Linked DNA regions of Mus musculus: regions 2 and 3 are each linked to region 1. The links are chromatin contacts, called in public Hi-C and HiChIP or PLAC-seq maps. All regions are on one chromosome and are shown on one strand. Each heading gives the region's core, a stretch centred on a gene start, on an enhancer-like site or on the middle of the called end of the contact. The rest is flanking DNA. Distances are from core to core; before and after follow the strand shown.

Region 1 (3,935 bases), core at 991-3,490:
CTTCCTTTACTCTGGAGAATGTGCAGCTACACTGCAGGGCCTGTGACTCCAGATGGTTGCATACATGCAAACGAGGCCAGGTGAACAAGGGTAAGATGGTTTCCTCCCTTCTGCTTCAGGGAAGGCCTTTTCGCCTGTGACTCCACCCTGAAGTCACATCCCTTCCCGCACTCTCTGCAACCAGCGCCCCTGGCCAGAAGGCACCAGTAGTAAACAAGTGTCCTTTACAGACGCTTATTGTCACCAGATACAGCCTGGCGGTTCACCCCTCACAAAACCCCACAGGCAACAGGTATTCTCATAGATGATTCTAGTCTGTGGTCACAGCAGAGCTCTGGGAACTGCTCAGAGGGAGAGCCAGAAAGTTCAACTTGTTTATGGACAGCCTTATTCCAGAAGAAGCCACTGAGTAAACCAGCGACCCTTCCTGATGCTTTCCTGACTCAGACATTCATTTGTTAAATTAAAACTACAACAAAGAGCGAATTTAAAGCAATAAAAACAGGCCTAATCTTGACAACGTTGCTCAGCCACTGGGAGCGGCTGGGATGGAGATCTAAACCAGGCTTGTCACTCCGGGCCTCCACACTCACTTGCTTTTGGGAACCTGTCCAAATGATGTGTCTGCCAGGGGATGTGTCATGAGAATGGAGCTAATTATCCACATAAGCCACACATTGGTGGAACCTATCACCAGAGGGAAACGGAGGTTATCTCAAGACCTTAGCCAGACAGGCGGCCAAGGAAATGCGTACTGGCTAACCTTGAGTAACTTTGCCCCAAGCTGTCACAGGATGACTGCTTTGAGGACTTGGGTCCAAGGGTCTCAGAGCCCCGGGAGGCCACGTACTGGGGGGAAGTCTGCTCAGAAGCTATATTGATCCCTCCTGCCCTACCGCTTACCCGGCTCTTTGCCTCACATTTTATTCTTCCCCCCTCCCCCGTCTCTATCAAGGTCTCTCTCCAGTTTCCTCCACTCTTCCAGTCCTTTTGCTGTCCTTAGGAAGCAAAGGGGAAGCCACTGCTGTTTGAGAAAAACAACAGTCACAGCCAACCAGGACCGTCACACGGCCTGAGAGGAGGCGGCCATGGCTAATCAAATCCGAATGCGGACCCGGCTCAGGGGTGGGGACCCTGGGTTGGCCGGACAGATCCAGGCGGGGCGGCCTCCTCCTAGGAGAGGTGGAAAAGATTGCTGCGTGGCACCTCGCTTTCAGGCTCAGCTGTCCCCGGGGCAGAATACAGATGGGGCCTCTACTGGGCAGGACCTGAGCAGCGATCATACCTGCTGCGATCACCCCAGTTTCGATACTCTATAACGGTCTCTACCCTTTCCAGCAAACCCATTCCAGCCTCTACTGGTTCTCCACAGCAGCTGGGACCCAGTAGCTGTCAGCTCTGGATGTCGCCTCCGCTTCTTCACTAGAGGCTCGTTCTTTGGGACAGTCAGGCGAGAGTCCTGCTGACCTTGTCCCTTTCCCCAGCCATCTCATTTATCCTCCAAGAGTGTGCGCCCCAGACTCCGTGCCGGTTCCCAGCCCTTTCTGAACGACCATTCAGGAAAGCCGGGGTCTAGGATGTCCTCCGTCAGGTGCCGAATAGTAGAGTTTTAAGTAACTCTTCCCGCGGACTTCATCGCACTTGGATGAGCTCCTCACTAAGTTCCTCCCCCACAAAGCCCCTCCCGAAAACCGCATCTCCCCGCATCCCCCGGTGCCCCCAGTCCCGCAGCCCCGCACCTTGCCGCAGCGGCGTGCGCGCCAGCTCAGACCGGTCCTCGGGGAAGGCATCGCGGAGGCGCTTGCACAGGCGGCCCAGGTCGGCGAAGCTGCGGTGCAGGTAGAGCACGCTGCGGTCCGACCACTCGGTGCGGATTTCGAAGAACTCCTCCTCATCGCCGCGCCTGCTGACGATGAGCCTGCGGATCCCGTTCACCCAGCAACCGCGCACGAACATGTTCACGAGCGACGTGCCCTCAAACACCGCCGAGGCCATGCCGCGGGCGGCGCATGCCCCTGCCGCCGGGGGCGCCCTCGGCCCCCGCCTGGGGTCCGCCTGGGCAGAGTGAGTCCTGGCAGGGGCGATCAGGGGTTCTCCGTGGGACGCGCTCGATTCCCGCAACGGCGGTTAAGAGTCCCCGTGGGGGAGAAGTTGGTGCCCCGCGAATACGCCGCAGCTCTGCGCTCACTCTGGGGCGGCTACGTGTGGCCCGCGCGCTCAGGGCGGCGCCGCCAGGAGTCTGTGGGACTGAACGGGCTGCGGCTTTATAAGGCACTTCCCATCGCGGGCGGCGACGTCGAGTCCCGGCTGCGGCGCCTCCCTCCTGCCTCCCGCTGACCCGCCGCGGGCGGTCCCGGCCCAGAGCTGCACGCAAATCGCCTCCTCCCTGGTCTGCCAACTGCTAGGCGAGGCTGGTCCTGCGCTCTCCCCGCGCGCAAGGCGACTTTCTCCTCGTTCCCACTCTGGATCCTCGGGATTCTCCAGCCCCGAGTTGAGCACTCTGCCAGGCCCACACGGGGGTGGGATCGACACGTCGCTGGAGTCCAGAGTCCCGGGGCGGCGCCGCATGGGGCGGGGACGCGGGCTCAGACCAAGCGGGAATCCGGGCAGAGGGACTGGTGCTGGTCCCCGCGCCGCCCTTGACTCGCCTGGTCTGGGCCGGGACTCGGGCTGACCCGCCCCGTGTCCCATCGGTTACCGGCGACTCCGCCCCGGGTCCTCCCGCGCATTCCGGTCGTGCCTTAGCTTGACGGAGGCCCGGGACGAGGCGGGACAGACAGACCAGAAGGCAAGACCGTGTGGTTCTTAGAAGAGGATCCCCAGGAGGGTTGTCCGCCAAAAGAATATGGGACAGAATTGTAGGAGACCGGGGTCTCCCCGGAGAGAGCAACTCAGGAGGAGCTTAGGAAGTCCCCCTTGGCAGAACGACCCACAGAGAAGGAATGTACCGCATGGCTCCCAATTGAAAAACAGTGTCTAGCATTAAGAATTGTAGCTTGGTTCCAGACATTCTTCTACCTACAACCTGGGAGAAAGACTATGCTTTTTATACGCTTCTAAATAGTCAGTGAACAAAGACGTTAGGCAACAGGTATTCCTTCTCTGGACCTCACTGACCCTGATTTCCGTTGACCGGTCATCCCCGGCAGGGGGCGGGTACTTAGATCGCTCGTGTCACTGCAGAAATCAGTCCTCCTATTTACCAAAAAGTTCTGCTCAGGCACGCCTATGCCAATCCCCACTACTGCCTGGAGCCATGTCCCTTCTGAAGCTGTCTCCTATCACAGCATCATCCCCAGGACCCCCCAGAAATACACTTTTTTAAGCACCCCATCTTTAGGGTAGAGTTTGCTGGGTGGGAACAACCAAGTCTCCAGTTCAGTTCGCTGCTGCTCGAGTGGCCTAGCTCTGTGAGGCTAGCCACCACTTTGAGTCTGTCATTCCTGGGCGCTGAAGAAAGTGTTTTCTTATTAATAGAAGTTGCTTCAAGAGATCTGGAAGTAAAACGAGATGGCAGAGTAAAAGCAGTCACTGTTGGGAAGTCACTGGTTAGAACACGCTATCTTTTATGCCGCTTAGATCATTCATTAATCACTTTTCTATACAGCCTAGAAACTTCATTTTACTACTTTAAAAAAAAAAGATGATAGGGGTCTGGAGTGCCTCACGTATGTAATTCAAGTAGCCCAGGCAGGGACAGGAAGACCTTTTAAAGCTGGAGGCCAACCTGGGATACCACAGTGCTTTCCAGGTTAACACACACACACACACACACACACACACACACACACCTCAGAACAAGAATAAACACCAAGTCCCTATTCTCTGTGATATAAGATCTCACTTTGTAGCCCAGGCTGACTCAAACCACTGATCCTTCTGCCTTAGTCTCTGGAGTGCTGAGTTTGGAGGCATGTGCCACTCTGAAATGGTCT
Region 2 (3,935 bases), core at 1,000-3,499, 250 kb before region 1:
CCATTTTTTTTTTTATTCAACACCAAGGTTTGTGTCTGTGTGTTTGTGTGAGTGTGTGTTTGTGTGTGTGTGTGTTTGTGTGTGTGTGTTTGTGTGTGTGTGTTTGTGTGTGTGTGTGTTTGTGTGTGTTTGTGTGTGTGTGTGTGTTTGTGTGTGTGTGTGTGTTTTAACAACTGGGGAGAACATCAATCTTCCCCCCTTTCCTTCTCTTAATCTGTAGCATGGCTAGTTTTAGTTTTTTAACTCTTAACTCCCCCCCCCCCTTCCTCAAAGCTCTTGGACCATAGATGCAAGCCAGCACACCTGACTCTTCCTTTTTCTTTTGTCTTAGAGTTATCCTGGGATATGCTTGCTTGATTATTTTGAAGGCATCTGCTTATTTACCTTTGAAAGTAAAAAACATGTTGGGGAATTTTGAGGCTGTTAAGTCCCGCATTTATTCAAAGGAGATGCAAATTCTTAGAAAGACCCTAGATTTTTTCCCTTTCAAGCAACAATTTGTGATGGAGCTCACAAATAATGTGCTACCACATGAGAAAGGCTACTATCTGGAACAGTGGGGCTAATGGGCTTTAGATGCTCCTGAGAGGTTCAGACTAACTGAGAAGGACACAGCAACACATTATACAAATCAGGGTATTTCTCCAAGAAATGCTAGTACTTCAGGCTCCTTGGGATATACTAGAAGATCTTTCGGGGGGGGGGGGGATCATTATTTTTAAGGGTAATGACAGGTTGAGGACCTACTATAGACTAAAGCTTGGAAGGAAACTTACATACAGTTGGATTCTATTTCAAGGAAGAAATATCCATAATGGATGTTAGTGAAACAATAGATGAAAATTGAATTTGTATTGTGAGTTAGACCTTACTATTATGTCCATTTAATTTACCTGAACTTGGTCCTTGTAGTATGGTTAGAGAGAGACTATCTTGTCTTACAAAATCCGTGCTGAAAATTTTGGGAGTAAGTCACATAATGTTTGCTATGAGTTCTTAAATTGTCCAGAAAAAATAACATGTGTGCACTGAGAGAGAAATGGTTAAAGTAAAGGAAGCAACTCATTAATAATTGATAATCTGAGGAAATGGTAGAGTGGGTTAAAGTGCTTGCTGCATAATCGTGAAGGTCCGAGTTTGGATCCTCGGTGCCTATACAAATGCTGATATGTGTGTATGTGTGTGTGTGTGTGTGTGTGTGTGTGTGTGTGTGTGTGTGTGGTCTGCCTGTAATCCAAGTAGACCAAGCTGGCCCTAGATTGATGGGCTCTGAATTCAAACAAGAGACCTTGCTTCAATATACAAAGTAGAGAGTAAGCAAAGAAGAAACCCAACATCAGTATCGGGACTCCATATCGATGTATGCACATGCACTCATACACATAGTGCACATTCAAACACACATGCATAATGCACACTTACCACATACAAAACATATGCAAAAAATTAAGGTGGAGAACAATATAGGAGTACACCTGACATTAACCTTTGTCCTTCAGGAATGCACACATGCACATATGTAATCACACATGCATGCATGCACATGTACAATCACACACATGCATACACATAAGTAGAATTGGTAATCTGTGTGAGGACTATTGAGATTTTTGCAATTTTGGTAAACTTAACACTATTCAAAGGGAAGGAAGATGAATGAATGTTCAAGTGAGTAGATTGTGCTAAGAAAAAATGTTTAAAAGAGTAAACTTGCTTTTTGTCAATTCAAATTTGATTTTGACTTTTAACATATTGTTCAGAAATAATCAATTCAGGCCAATAAACCTTATTTTTAACCCCCTTAATTAATCTTTGCTGCTTTGATTAAAATTCACATATATGAGTGTATATCCTCCTCCACCACCACTCTGTCTCTGCCTCCAGCAACTTCTATCTGCAGCAAGACAGCTCATCTCTCTTGGGTACCTGTCATGCACCAAACAAAGATCCAGGAAGCATGTGACAGAGCAGAGCTTGCTCCTGAGAGATCGGTGATCAGTAAAATGATATTTGATCTCAGAATTCAAAGTCATTTATGAAATCCCCTCAACACTTCTTTGGGGATGTGTGTGTCCCGGAACGATAACATTAATATCCATTGCTGCTACCATAAACAGATGCTCAGAGTGTACCAGGCTGATATTGTGTGACTCACATGCTTGAATTGTTTACTCAGACAACTTTGTATGCTCTTCATCTGACAAGCAGGAAGTGAGTAAACCATTCCCTGGCAAGCAGGAGGCATGCCTCTTTGTATGCTCTGCCAGGTTCCTACTGTGCAGAATGAACACTCTGGGCCATGAGGTAGAAATCAGGCTCCTAAGCTACAAAGTTGTGAGAAACTTCCACGGTCCTAGGGTTGGACTGCTCGTTGCCTTAGAATGCATAGACCAGTGATCCAGAGAACTGGTGTTCAAGTTGCAAGGCACTCCATCTCTAAGAGCCTGGAGAAGGGCTTTCTTCCCAAAGAGTGCCTGCTCCAGGAAAGGATTCGCAAACAAAACCTGGGCAAGCAGAGGAAGCCACAGGAACCACGACAAAAGGAAACAGATGCTGGCCCCAAACAAAGAGAAACTCGAAGAGGTGGGGACAGTAAGGCTCAGCAGGAAGTTAACGGAGCTGCCCCGGGTGATCCTGACCCCAGAGGCTGAGAGGAAGGGCTTCTACTTGGGACAGTCATTCATACTAGTGATGAATGGGACCCTGAGTTCTTGCCCTTCTACTGTGGGTCCCCTACCCTCTCGAGTGCATGGCATGAAAAAGGGAGAGAAGGAAGAGAGTGAGAGACAGAGAGAAAGGGAGAGAGAGACAAGAGAAAGACACACACACACACACACACACACACACACACACACACAGAGAGAGAGAGAGAGAGAGAGAGAGAGAGAGAGAATTAAAGTTCACCTTATTAATTAATGAATCAAAGATTTTTCTAGGTTATTAAGCCCCACTTCTTGGCAGGGACACATAAAGAAATGGCTCATCTGGGCTGTGGTTGTTCAAGTACCACTCAGCATGATTCAGCAATATAGTTGGTGCTTCACCCAGCTTCTGGTATCTGCCTCTTCTTGTTTCTGTGCCTCCCGTGGTTATTGTTAACACAAAAGCGGCCTCAAAGGGAATAAGAGATAAAAATGTATTCTGGAGTTAAATAAGAGCGGCCATGGCTCAGGAACACAGAATTTTCCCCAAGTACCATAAACTTTTTATTAGTTGCAGAATAGAGAAACTCATAAATCATGGTGTTTACCAAATACCTCTGTGGGGGCCGCAGGTAAGCGGGTTGCTGCAAACAGCAAAAGCTGCCCTGTGCATTTGAGATGGTAAATAATGGTATTCCTAGTAACTCTCCAATTTTGAACTTTGGTCATTTGGCCATGGACACTCTTTCACACAGGTGCAGCCCATATCTCTTCCATTCGGTAACTTCAGCTCACAGCATAAATGATTCGTTTCCTCTGAAACTCACATATGATGCTACAATTTCAATTCAGCGGCATCGGGGAGTTGTAGAATATTTACGGGGCCCTGAGACGTAGCCTTTACAGGTAGATCATTGTTTTCCCTGAGAGACTGGGCTAATTTTCTTAAGGCTGGCTTAGTTACTTCAAGAACAGATTGTTACGAAGTGAGTCAAGCACTTCTGTTACCATGACACATGGATGCTTCTCCTCATTCGACAACTACACTCCTTTCTTTCCACCATGAGGTGAATGAGCACATTGTCCTTGCCAGGTGCAGCCATTCCGTCTTAAAACTTCCAGCCTCCAATCTGCTGTAGCTGAGCTAACCCAAGAGAAGGAGACCAGGACAGGCTCTTTATGAATTGGAAGGCTTTCTCGAGTCACACAAACCCACCCAGGGCACACAGTCCTGTGACAAGTCTAGAGGCAGCCCTGAGCTAAGTGAACAGGGGATTATAAAGGTAAAAAACA
Region 3 (3,935 bases), core at 404-2,903, 210 kb after region 1:
ATAGAGAGCAGGACCAAGCTGCAAACCTCCAGGGCCATCCCCAGTGGCCTACTTTCTCTAGTGAGGCTCCATTTCCTACATGTCCCAAACTTCCCAAAACATCCCCACCAGCTGGCGATCAAGTATTCAACTATAGGAAACTTTGGGGGACATTTTACACCCAAATTGTGAAGACTGTAACAATTTTCATGCTGTATCTTTAAGGTCTCCAATGAAATCTAAAATTGTGTCTCTGTGACAGAAAGATCTCTTGTCTTTGTATGTCAGTTAAAGCTTGCTTATTATCACAGTAGCCATAAGAAAAGAAAAGAAAAAAAAAACATGTGGACTTTCTGCTCTGTATATGCTCTAGTATGAAAATGTGATATTGTGTCCTTGGACTAGTAGAAAGGACAGGTATTTAGAAGGAAAGTTATGTGTAGATATTTGGACTTCAAAAATATTTACCCTCGCGATTCACTGGCTGCGTTTATGATTCTACAGTGTTGACAGCAGCAGCTTGCTAGTCATTTGTCATATTGATCCTTTCGGGAACATAAGATCCTTAATTAGGATCCTTTGAAAAGTATAATAGCATCATTTTAATTAGGCATGAATTTCACTTCAACAAACTCAGCAAGGAAAAACATTTTTTAAATGAAAAGACCAGTGAGAATTTTATGAGCCAATGAATAGGATCTTTCAGTTTCATAGATGCAGACAGCCCCAATCTTAAAACTCTTGATACATTAGGAAAAACTAGTTCTATGCAACATGACCTAATTCATTTTTTTAGTTAACTAATTTATTTACTTTATACCACCATCACAGTTTGCCCTCCTGCCTCTCCTCCCAGTTCATTGGGGGAATGGACCATATTCCCTCAAAGCATAAGCCAAGGTTGGGCATAAAGGTGCATGCCTTTAATTCCAACACTCAGGAGTCTGAGGCAGGTCGCTCTGTGCATTCCAGGCAGCCAGGGCTACACAGATGCCATTTTTCTCCTACTTATTATTGCTTTGAGAAATAGATAGATAGATAGATAGATAGATAGATAGATAGATAGATAGATAGATATCTCTAAAGCTAATTTTTAAAAATTATTTCTTTGGTCACTCCTTTCCATGCAAATATTTGTTATCTCTTACTTGTATATATACTTTGACATTAATTCATGAGTTTTAGTGGTTCATCCAAGTAAAAGTGTACACGCTTATTTTAACAGTCTAACATGAAACTTTACATTTAAAATACTGAACACTATTTTTAAACACAATATAGTTCTTCTGAATACACAATTCTCCACACATTTATGTTTGCTGCCTGGAGCTATAATTTATTTCTGTCCCCCAAACAATCTCTCCCTTCATATTCCATACCTCTAAATCCATTCTACATGAGTTCAGGTTATTTATATAATATAGACCATTCCCTGTTTAATTTGCCAATCTAAGCCTTGCTTCATTTCAAAGAAACATTGGAGGGAATAAACTCGTGGAAATAGAACTTGGCCCAAAATTTCATGTGTGGGCCGATAGAAAGACATCTGTGTGGTGATTTGGGAACTGGGGCATTCCACTAGCTCTTGTTTTTCAAGGGTGAAGGAAGGGAAAAGTGTAACCATGGAAATGCTCCCTCCCAAAACACAGATCTTAAACAGATCTCCAAAGCCTAGAAAACACAGGAAACCAGATCCTACCTTCTGACCGAGAACACAGCGTCACCATGACAAAGAGTTGCTGGCAGGGATTCCTTTCCAAAACCGGAAAGAAACATCCCACTAAGACACAGCCTTTTTCTTTGGTGCAGGCAAGATTCTTTAATTCTATTAAATTAAATGTTTGTACTCAGAAATCCACCTGCCTCTGCCTCCCAAGTGCTGGGATCAAAGGCATGCGCCACTGCCGCCACCACCACGGTGCGTTTCTGAGTTCAAGGCCAGCCTGGTCTACAGAGTGAGTTCCAGGACAGCCAAGGATACACAGAGAAACCCTGTCTTGAAACGACACCCCCCCCCCCCAAAAAAAAAAACAAAGTTTGTTAACAACTGTGGAAACAAATCAAATGCCTAAAGTTTTCTTTTAAAATTATTACTATTACCATTATTATTGGGGGGGGGGGGTGGAGGAACATTCCTGCCATGGCACATGTAAAGAAGTCAGAGTTAACTCTCAGGAGTTGATTCTTCCCTTCTACTGTGGGATCTGGTGATAAAACTCAAGCCATCAGGCTTATGAGGCAAGCCCCTTTATCTGCTGAGGCATCTTGTTGGCCCTAAAATGTTCATAAGGAGAATTATTCCGTGTGTAGATTCAGTCTCTGTCTGTTGGATACATTTAAGTCCTAAATTAAGGGTTTAATGTAAATATGTCTTATGGTTGAAACAGGGGTAGCACTACAGTGGACATAAATCTTTTTTGGTTTAAATATAACTGAAAACAATTAATATTTGGATAAATCCACTTTAAAAAACTAAAGCTTCTTTTGTCAAAGAAGCTAAATTATGGGCTCACAATGCTGAGATTAATAAAACAAATATTTATTATATGTCTATCATGCTGAATACTGTCAGATGTTAGGGAAACAGCTGCCAACAAAAATCCCTGATGTTTTACCACTCATATCTAATTTGGTGGCCAATGATTAAAATAAAATAGAATTTCACAGGTTAGAATTCCTTCTAGGCACTGCCCCACAGTTACTTGACAACAGCCAGGTAGTCCTGGCTTATTATAAAAGGGGCTGTTTGCCCCTTCCTTGCCCTCTTATTCAATCTGACCTCTTCTCACTCACCCCTGTCTCACTACATGTTCCTGGCCAGCCTCTCCTCTCCCCTATCTCTACTATCTTCCCACACACTAAATAAACTCTATTCCATACTATATCCATCATATGGCTGATACCTCAGGGGAAAGGGATGCCTCAGCTGGGCTTGCTGGGCCACTCCTCCCACCTCACCATACCCAACTCTCTGTGAAACATATCCTGGCCTCCTCTTTTTTTCTTTTTTCTCTTTTCTTTTTCCCTTTTTTTTTCTTCTCTCTCTCTCTCTCTCTCTCTCTCTCTCTCTCTCTCTCTCTTCTATAAAACACAACAGTAGGGAAGGTGAGGTCATGATGGAAGGACAGAAGGATAATGATAGAAGTATGAAAATGGATTCATAAGACTCATTCTTTTGGATACTAACCTGAAAACTTAACTAAAATGGAAGAAGTTATATACTGTAGAGGCTTAAGTAGTGAAAGGGAAATGAAACAGGGCAGGTGCGGGAAGCGGGGGGGGGGGGGGTGGGGGGTGGGGGGTGGGGGGGTGGGGGGGGGTGCGTCAGCAGGCCCGGTGAAACCCACTTGTTTACTGCCTTGCTATCTGTGAACGACCTGAGCACGTGCCTGGAGCGTGTGTGAATTCTGATTGGATGAGGAGGGGTGGAGCTAGAAAGAGGTGAGTCAGCTCTAGTAGTGAGTTGTTGTTTAGCCCTTGCCCTAGGTAGAAGCCAGAAGTAGAATAAGAGTAGTTTTAGCCCTTGCCGTGAGTAGAAGTAGAGTAAGAGAAGCTGTTATAATAGGAGTAGTTTAGCCCTTGCCCTAAGAAGAAACTGCTGGGGAAGAGAGCTGTAAAAGAAAAAGCCCGAAGTAAATTTGCTGCGTGAACCCGACTTGGTGTCTATGTCGTTCATGATGCCGCAGGCCGGAGACTGCGGAGACCGGGACAGGCAGGGATGCTTGTAAATCAAGAGTCTGAGGAGACTTCAGACTGGATGATTCCTGAAAATGAGTTCTTGAGCTAAACCTGAGTGCCAGAGAGGTGAACCATGGTGCAAAAGAGGGCTGAGGATCAGAAAGCACAGTGGATTCTGAAATAGGAATAAGCCTGGTGAATTTATGAGAAATGTGGTCTACAAAGCTGTCACAAATGAAGTAAATGGCTTCAAAAGAGACAGGATTTATTATGGTTCC

The links. Hi-C and Micro-C count contacts between places; a contact is called where the count stands out from the background. HiChIP or PLAC-seq counts read pairs in DNA pulled down with a chosen protein or histone mark.
Region 2: a FOXA1 HiChIP or PLAC-seq map of pancreatic cancer cells shows a contact between it and region 1. The contact joins the enhancer-like site here to the promoter of Pxdc1 in region 1. A contact is called at or near these places in 3 of 39 promoter capture datasets (the HPC-7 cell line, embryonic stem cells and liver), 1 of 115 datasets of contacts at active chromatin or transcription factors (pancreatic cancer cells) and 2 of 9 other capture datasets (liver and pancreatic islet).
Region 3: a contact with region 1 is called in a Hi-C map of cortical neurons, with 5 times the contacts expected there. The contact joins the enhancer-like site here to the promoter of Pxdc1 in region 1. A contact is called at or near these places in 24 of 39 promoter capture datasets (the 3T3-L1 cell line, 3T3-L1-derived adipocytes, the C10 cell line and 15 more), 9 of 15 datasets of contacts at CTCF or cohesin (the G1E-ER4 cell line, the NIH/3T3 cell line, embryonic stem cells and 5 more), 302 of 484 Hi-C or Micro-C datasets (the 3T3-L1 cell line, 3T3-L1-derived adipocytes, the 4T1 cell line and 153 more), 52 of 115 datasets of contacts at active chromatin or transcription factors (the NIH/3T3 cell line, PVALB interneurons, SST interneurons and 35 more) and 6 of 9 other capture datasets (adipose tissue, embryonic stem cells, embryonic tail and 3 more).

What each region holds. Positions count from the first base shown.
Region 1 is chr13:34,650,441-34,654,375 of GRCm38.p6, forward strand. It overlaps Pxdc1 (PX domain containing 1), which reads right to left and starts at 2,241. Exons shown (of 5, transcript NM_025831.3): 1 at 1,740-2,241. The coding sequence starts at 1,995. It overlaps Gm15908 (predicted gene 15908), which reads left to right and starts at 2,483. Exons shown (of 4, transcript NR_105041.1): 1 at 2,483-2,788.
Region 2 is chr13:34,396,017-34,399,951 of GRCm38.p6, forward strand. No RefSeq gene overlaps it. Among named protein-coding and RNA genes, the nearest start is that of Slc22a23, 53 kb to the left of the region's middle. Within about 2 kb of position 2,250, at least 68 of the 459 cell types and tissues checked have an H3K27ac peak or open chromatin away from gene starts, as enhancers often do. A contact at or near this core is called in the HPC-7 cell line, liver and pancreatic cancer cells, where this site is marked.
Region 3 is chr13:34,857,983-34,861,917 of GRCm38.p6, forward strand. No RefSeq gene overlaps it. Among named protein-coding and RNA genes, the nearest start is that of Gm36839, 15 kb to the right of the region's middle. Within about 2 kb of position 1,654, at least 12 of the 459 cell types and tissues checked have an H3K27ac peak or open chromatin away from gene starts, as enhancers often do. A contact at or near this core is called in B cells, VIP interneurons, cortical neurons and 2 more, where this site is marked.